2 separate regions of the Danio rerio genome follow, and region 2 is linked to region 1. Evidence: chromatin contacts called from public Hi-C data. All regions are on one chromosome and are shown on one strand. The core of a region is the stretch at or near the end of the contact, and the rest is flanking DNA. Distances in the headings are between cores, read along the strand shown.

Region 1 (3,424 bases), core at 404-2,903:
TCAGCTAAATAAGCCTACCACAATCGTGCCTGTTCTCTCTTGAAGAGAACAGGAAAATTTATTGGAGATGTTTACCTTTGCCCGTTTACGTCGACTAGTTCTACGACCCTCTGCAGAGTCTTGATCAATGCCTCCTGGTCCAGGAGGGTGCGGCAGAGGGGGTCCACCTGGTTCTCCACTTGGGGAGGCTCTTTCTTTCTTTTTCACATCTGCTGAAATCGGGCCAGAGGGACCCGCTGGACCAGCCTGAGGGGCAGCAAGGGTTTCAGGAGCACGATCACCACCATTACCCCCTGACGAAGAGGAGGAGCCTGGGTCTGACTTCTTATTGGACAACATCACAGATGACAGAGGCTTCTCCTTAATAGAGAAAAGAGCTGAATGCATGTATACCAACAATAGACAACCAGAGGCCAGAATATTTAAATATCTATAGATCATGACTATATTAGACTCCTCATATACCAAACATATTTAGAATGTGCGATCACAGAGCACATGTACAAATGGCCTACGTGTGAATGACTATCCTCAAACATCTTTGGAGTAACAATATTTTTTATTTATCGTCCTCATTTAATCATGATTTAAATTTGTCTATAAAAGATATAGTTCTGTATTTCTCGGGTAATGATCATGCTCTCGATCTTATTGTAAATTTTTTATACACAAATAAGTTGCTAAAAACAATACCTATATTTAATACTTTCCTTGTCGAAGTTTCGTACTATATTGAATTTCTTAAGCTTATTAATAATAAGAAAAATAATACGTTTCTTAAAGCTTATGATAATGTTTTTTTCTTAATGATTGAGGCTTTGTAATTTAATTTTTTTTCTTTCTTTATTTTTGTGTTGTTTTTTTCTTCAATGCAGTGATATTATTCTTGTATTCAATAAAAAAAAAACAATGACTATCATCAAAACAACATGAGGTTTGCATACGTTTAATGTCGACGTTGTGCACCTGCCGTTTGTAAACAAACAAATTACTTTGAAAGGAGCCTATACGAGTAATGATCACATGTTCATTATGATTATGTATTATTACTGAACGTATTGTTTATATTTTGGCTCAATATCTCTGCTCAACAGATCGTGAACAAACCGTTACACAACGTTCACAAATGCTCTAGCATTATACCCAAATAAACAGATGTTTGACCTGCATTAAAATTCGACATGAACATAATTGCCTTTATCGGTGTTTAGCTTTACACCTGTAACGTTAATGTATCTTAAACAGTTTAGATGTTTTAATTGTGCTAACGTTAGCAGAGAAGAAAATCCACAAATTTATGATCAGAACATCAATCGCAGCTCTGAATGTTAGCTAAGCTATTAAAAATGTTTTTCATAAAACGTTCAAATAAAACATATTTTGAAACTATGATGAAATAAGGGAATAACGTCAACTGATGTTCTGATGCAGTGGCTAGCTAAAATGCTATTGCTAGCGGCACGAGCTTTTCATAATGCTTACACAACTAACGTTATTTAAAACATTCAAGCTCCTCTTTGCTAATTTTAGTGTAAATCATACTAAATGTTTGTAACTGGTATGCGTTAATCTCATTTTACGTGTTAGGCTTTGTTTATATATGAAAAAATAATATTTTTCATATTTACCTCCTCGCTGCTGTGGGGGGTTTCACACAAAGAAACAGACGACTGTCCCTGCTGGAATCACACAGCCAATCAGAGTAGACGCTGAAAGTAAACGGGTGGGATCTTAATCGTTCAGCATTGTAATTGGCTAAAAATACCATCAATCAAATGTTGCGGAAAGTAAGGTCTAGTAGGTTATACAAATTCTGCTTGCACGTTTCACCTGTATGCAAAATGTATACTCTGAATCAACAACATAAAATGTAAATTCGGGATCATCAGAGAACCCCAGTAAACATGCTAGGGTGACACAGATTGTCTTAAAATAATTTATAATTAAGTCGCCTACACTAACATAATCTGAAAGATTAACATGCTGAATACTATATCATATTAAACAATTTTTTATAAAAACATGTCTACAAGCTGCAAATTCAGAATTTTATGAAACTAATATTAGCCAGTTAATATCAAGTTTAGATGTCTAAACCATAGACTGTAAAATAAACGATATATGTCTAAACGATATATATCATCTAAAAATAATTAAACCACCAGTCTAATCCGGGAGGGGTCAGCGGTGTGACGTATGTGAAATAGGAGGAGCATACGAAAGGCGGAAAAGCTGACCCAGGTGTTGAACAAGTAAAACAGGTACGGGACTTTGTGAAGGTGTGTCTTTTGTTTTTCGATGTAATTTACGATTTTATAAAAGAGGGCATCTAAGAAAAGCCGCACTGCAAACGCCAAACTCTTTTTTGAGGTGAGTTTTGTTTTCTATGGCTTTAAGACTCCTACTCTTAAAACTGTGATCATCAGTGATTGAGGTTTTTGAAGCACGGGTTTGTTTGTTTTCCTGCGATTGTCATCGGTTGTTGTTTTACTGTCGGTTACTCTCAAGGGAATTAACCTTAACTGTAATCAAAATAAGTTATTAGAAGAAGACCGTTAAGAGACATACATTGGTCAATTAATAATAAACACATTACTTTTTAGTCAAATGTAACAAACCAAAACAATTTATACGTAACATTATTTGTGACTCAATCAGCCAATCAAAATTGGTGTTTGCTTATAATAGAAATTGTTTAAACACTTCATTCTGTTCTGTGGAGTTTTAGCAATATAACTGTTGATGTTGCTATACAATTACAATTTACAATTGGCTCTGCAGTTTTTTGTACTGTACTGTGACCTCTTGTCCATTATATTGATTCATTATTTTAAATATACTACCATGAAAATAATTAAGACTTCTTGAAAACTCTGTTTCTCAGGATTTACATTTTTTTTTAAATGTGTTTTAGTACATTTTTCTTCAACTTTCAACTTTACACATTCAGTACACTATTGGCATATCTTTCAAATTTAAAATTAAGCTTTTTTCCCAAAAAAATAAAACAAATGGAGCCATGTTTCAGACATTTATTTATTTATTTAGACTACACAATAAAAATGTTTTAAATACAGAAGACTTAAGAAATACATTTAGTGAAATAACTTTTATTTTCAGTCACAACAAATAAAAGCACTTGTTATTCTGGCCAGTTGTCCTTTTTTGGAACAAGAAAACAAAACTCTAAATGAGACTCTTTTTGTTTGTAATTTAGAAGAAATGTTATCAGACATTTATTATTGAAACAAACTTTTATATCTTACCTAACATAAGTGCAGTAAATTCAGTGAAAGATTTTTTTTAATTTGTCTCTTATCTTTTTTCCATGTCTTATACATAATTTACTTGCAATGTCTTGTTCCCCCTTTCAGAGAACAGTAGGATGAAGAATGAGGGAGAGACGGCCCAACGGCCTGACAAC
Region 2 (3,424 bases), core at 630-3,129, 510 kb after region 1:
GATGAAATGTGAGCTCTCTCTCATCCTTTTCTGGGTGCGCGATTACTTGGCCAGTGTTTCTCAACCATGTTCCTGGAAGACCAGCAACTCTGCATGTTTTGGATGTCTCCTTTGTCCGTCACATCATTACAGGTCTTTCAGTCTCTGCTAATGATCTGATGATCCTCCGCGAACGTGGTTGAGAAACACTGGCCTAGAAAACACACACGCTGACGATCATGTGAGAGCTCTTGGATTTCACCTAAAATATTTTAATGTGTTCAGATAATGAATGAAGGCCTTGGGTGGTTGGAGCAACATAGAGGTAAATAATTATTAACAGAATGTTCGTTTTACTAAGTAAAACCTTTACTTATTAAGACTTGCTAACTTTGGACTGCCCTTATGTACACCCAGGCCTGACACATTAGACTAGATATAGGTAAATAGAGTTATATTTACAGTTTTTTTTTTTTGTTTTTTGCTAAATAAAAAGTGTATTTGGAGCTTCAAATGGTAAGCATGTAGTGGCATACTTTGTTCCTTTTCTAAACTTTGAACTTCTTGTGACCATTGCTGTCTATGGAGGATATGAGAGCTCTCACATTTCATCTAAAATATTTTAATGTCTTCCGAAAATAAAAATGAAAATCTCAAAAGACTGTAATAACATGACGGTGAGTGATTAATAACAGAATAGTCATTATTATGGCCAACTGACCATTTTTTAAACCTTAGCTTGAAGACTCTTCCATCAGCTCTCCTGTGCTAATATGAAGGATACCTTCATGCATTTCGTGCATTTTTCACACTTACAAGAAATGTTAAGCTCTGAGAGTACACAAAGTTCTTCCAACCATTTTATGAGGGGGCAAGCCAGAGGACAGAAGATACACTTTGTATAATGGACTGAGAGTTTGGTCAGAGAAGACAGAGCGCTGAAGGCATCAGGGGACAGGCAGGAGTCTTCATAGTTCAGCAGTTCCAGGCTGTTCAGGACAGACTCTTCGCCTGCTGTCAAACAAATGATGGGGGACAAATAAAAAAAGTGGAAATATACTCATTTCTTTATATTGTGTCTTTTCTGAACACACATTACCTGAATGTCCACATGCTCCAGCAGGACAAAAGTAATCAACAGGCAGGATCCCATACTTTGGTCCCATTTTCAGAGAGAGGTGTTTTAGGTTGTTCAAACGCGTTAAAAGGCTATGCAGCGCAGTTTTGTTGATGGGGTTTTTATCATCGTGGTAGTGCAGTGAGGTAAGATTGGTAAGTTGTGAAAGGACATTTCTGATCTCCACTATCGAGGCTCTCTGGACTCCACACAAGCACAGATGAGTCAGATTTCTCAGAGATAAAAGCGAGCTGATCAAACTCCGACAGCTACACTGGCAGATGACCAGCCTGTCGAGGTGTTTTAAAGCCGCCAGAGTGACCAGAGCTGTGTCATCGCTGCACTCCAGCAGATTCACTGAGGTGACCCACGGCAGATACAGCACGATCTGCTGCAAGACTTTCGCCTTTGCCTTTTCAACAACTACAGACTTGACTTTCCTCCGGGAAAGAGTTTTCCAGAAGTGTGTGTCGTAGACTCCAGGCTTTTGGATGAGCAGAACGCTGTCTTTCCATAATGCCCAGTGGTCGACCAGTCCCTTAAAATACGTGCAGCTCACACGAACACTCAATTTGTCACGAACAGACAGAAATCCAAACACGTGGATCCAAATCTCCTCCGGCAGCTGAATGTAGGACATCGTCTTCCTCCTCAACAAACGACGACATGTGCTCGCTTATTTCTCGTTTACTGTACATTTGGCATTTTCTCTACAATTCCATATTCCTATCACACGTGCACGATGCAAACTTCTGATTCAGTTTTTGCGATGCTTGCACGAGTCGTTGTGGTGAATCGGATCTTTTAATTTAATCAGTTGAACCAAAACCTTCCTGAGGTGTATTTTGTGTGAAACCCCAAGATTTCTGCATCATACTTATGCAATGTTACCTAGTGAAACTGCAGCACACTGATTGTGTTTGCATTAACAATAACCATATTTATATTTTGTTTATTTTGTATATGCAGTTGTGTGATAACATGTATGTTACATTGAAAAGATTTCGAGTGAGATGTAAATTAATTTTAGCGTCATAGAATGCAAATGTTAAGCGTTATTTTTTACAGGATAATTTTTTTTTATAATTGTTTATTATTTTGGGTTTTGCTCTTTATCCTGTATATCTAATGTAAATATTGTGTAAAATAACTGTTCACTTTTAGTGTAGTCTGTTTTAAACAATTTCTTGGAATCAATAATAAAAAAAAGACTAAAATATTACCTATAAACAAGCGATCTACAAGAACCAATTCACCGAATTAAATAACTCTCACTTTTTGCATTATACACGTTGTTACTTTATGTTAGTGTAATGTTGATGTTTATGTTGTGTTACTTTACGTGAATGTAATGTTAATGTTTATGTTCTCCTTATGGTTTATACCGAGTGAAACTGGGCACTGACTGTATTTGAATTAATAACTATATGTTATGGTTGTGCGATAGCATTGTGAGTCAATGTTGCATTAAAATATTATAATAATAGAGTCAAATTCGTGAACTATTTTAGCGCCTTAAATATAAATATTAAGTATGCTAAGGGAATAACATGATTCTTTAGTAACAGGCTATTTAAAAGAACCGATTCGCTGAACTGAATCATTCTCACTTCCTAGTAGCATTACTGGCGGAAATGACGCAGCCCTTACGCGACGCGAGACGTTAGCCGCTCATTATCCGGGAAAATTCAAACGAGTTTTATGGTAAGCAGTCCATTTTGTAAACATAAGTCCTATTTTCCATTACGCTGTATATTGTTACATTTACTACACGAACTGATGTGTAGATAGTTTTATGTTCGTCAAGAGTTAGTCGTGAACGGGTTTATTTTCGTTTTAACCTTAACGTTAGTGTTTTACAGCAGTTAACAAATAATAAAGCATAGAAATCGGAATTAGAGTAGTGTTAATACTTTTTATTGTTGTTTTATAATGTTTTATTTTACTACTGACGCTGTTTATTGTGTTAATACAAATCCTGACTGATATTCTTTCTGAAAGTAATCTATTTTACTGACGAAAGACTGTATTTTAAACATTTCACTGACGATCAGTGCACTTTTTCAATGTATTTTCTAATTATCTGTTTTGTTTGAATCTTACAGGGTTTTGTTAAGCACAAGGATGACAGAGGGACTATAAACGGTTAGGCACTTTTCTCTAACACAAAAGCAATGTATCACCCACTACAGGACTATTTCATAGCACCTGGAGTCCCTAAATCTAGTGACATGATCACACCAGTCAAAACTAAACCTAAAATAGCCAGCAGTTGGGCACCTGGGTCAGGTAGAAAGCTTTCAAACAGAGATGTGTTGGTGATGAACT

The links. A called contact is a pair of places that touch in the nucleus more often than the background predicts.
Region 2: a Hi-C map of hematopoietic stem cells shows a contact between it and region 1, with 2.9 times the contacts expected there. The contact joins the promoter of im:7136021 here to the promoter of kdm1a in region 1. A contact is called at or near these places in 2 of 18 Hi-C or Micro-C datasets (hematopoietic stem cells and an unstated tissue).

What each region holds. Positions count from the first base shown.
Region 1 is chr17:29,583,389-29,586,812 of GRCz12tu, forward strand. It overlaps kdm1a (lysine (K)-specific demethylase 1a), which reads right to left and starts at 1,654. Exons shown (of 21, transcript NM_001242995.1): 1 at 1,629-1,654; 2 at 76-360. The coding sequence starts at 339. It overlaps tmem30b (transmembrane protein 30B), which reads left to right and starts at 2,287. Exons shown (of 8, transcript NM_001002179.1): 1 at 2,287-2,370; 2 at 3,375-3,424. The coding sequence starts at 3,386.
Region 2 is chr17:30,092,784-30,096,207 of GRCz12tu, forward strand. It overlaps im:7136021, which reads right to left and starts at 1,880. Exons shown (of 4, transcript XR_012393440.1): 1 at 1,079-1,880; 2 at 837-990. mis18bp1 (MIS18 binding protein 1) reads left to right here and starts at 2,720. Exons shown (of 18, transcript NM_001312886.1): 1 at 2,720-2,800; 2 at 3,202-3,424. The coding sequence starts at 3,271.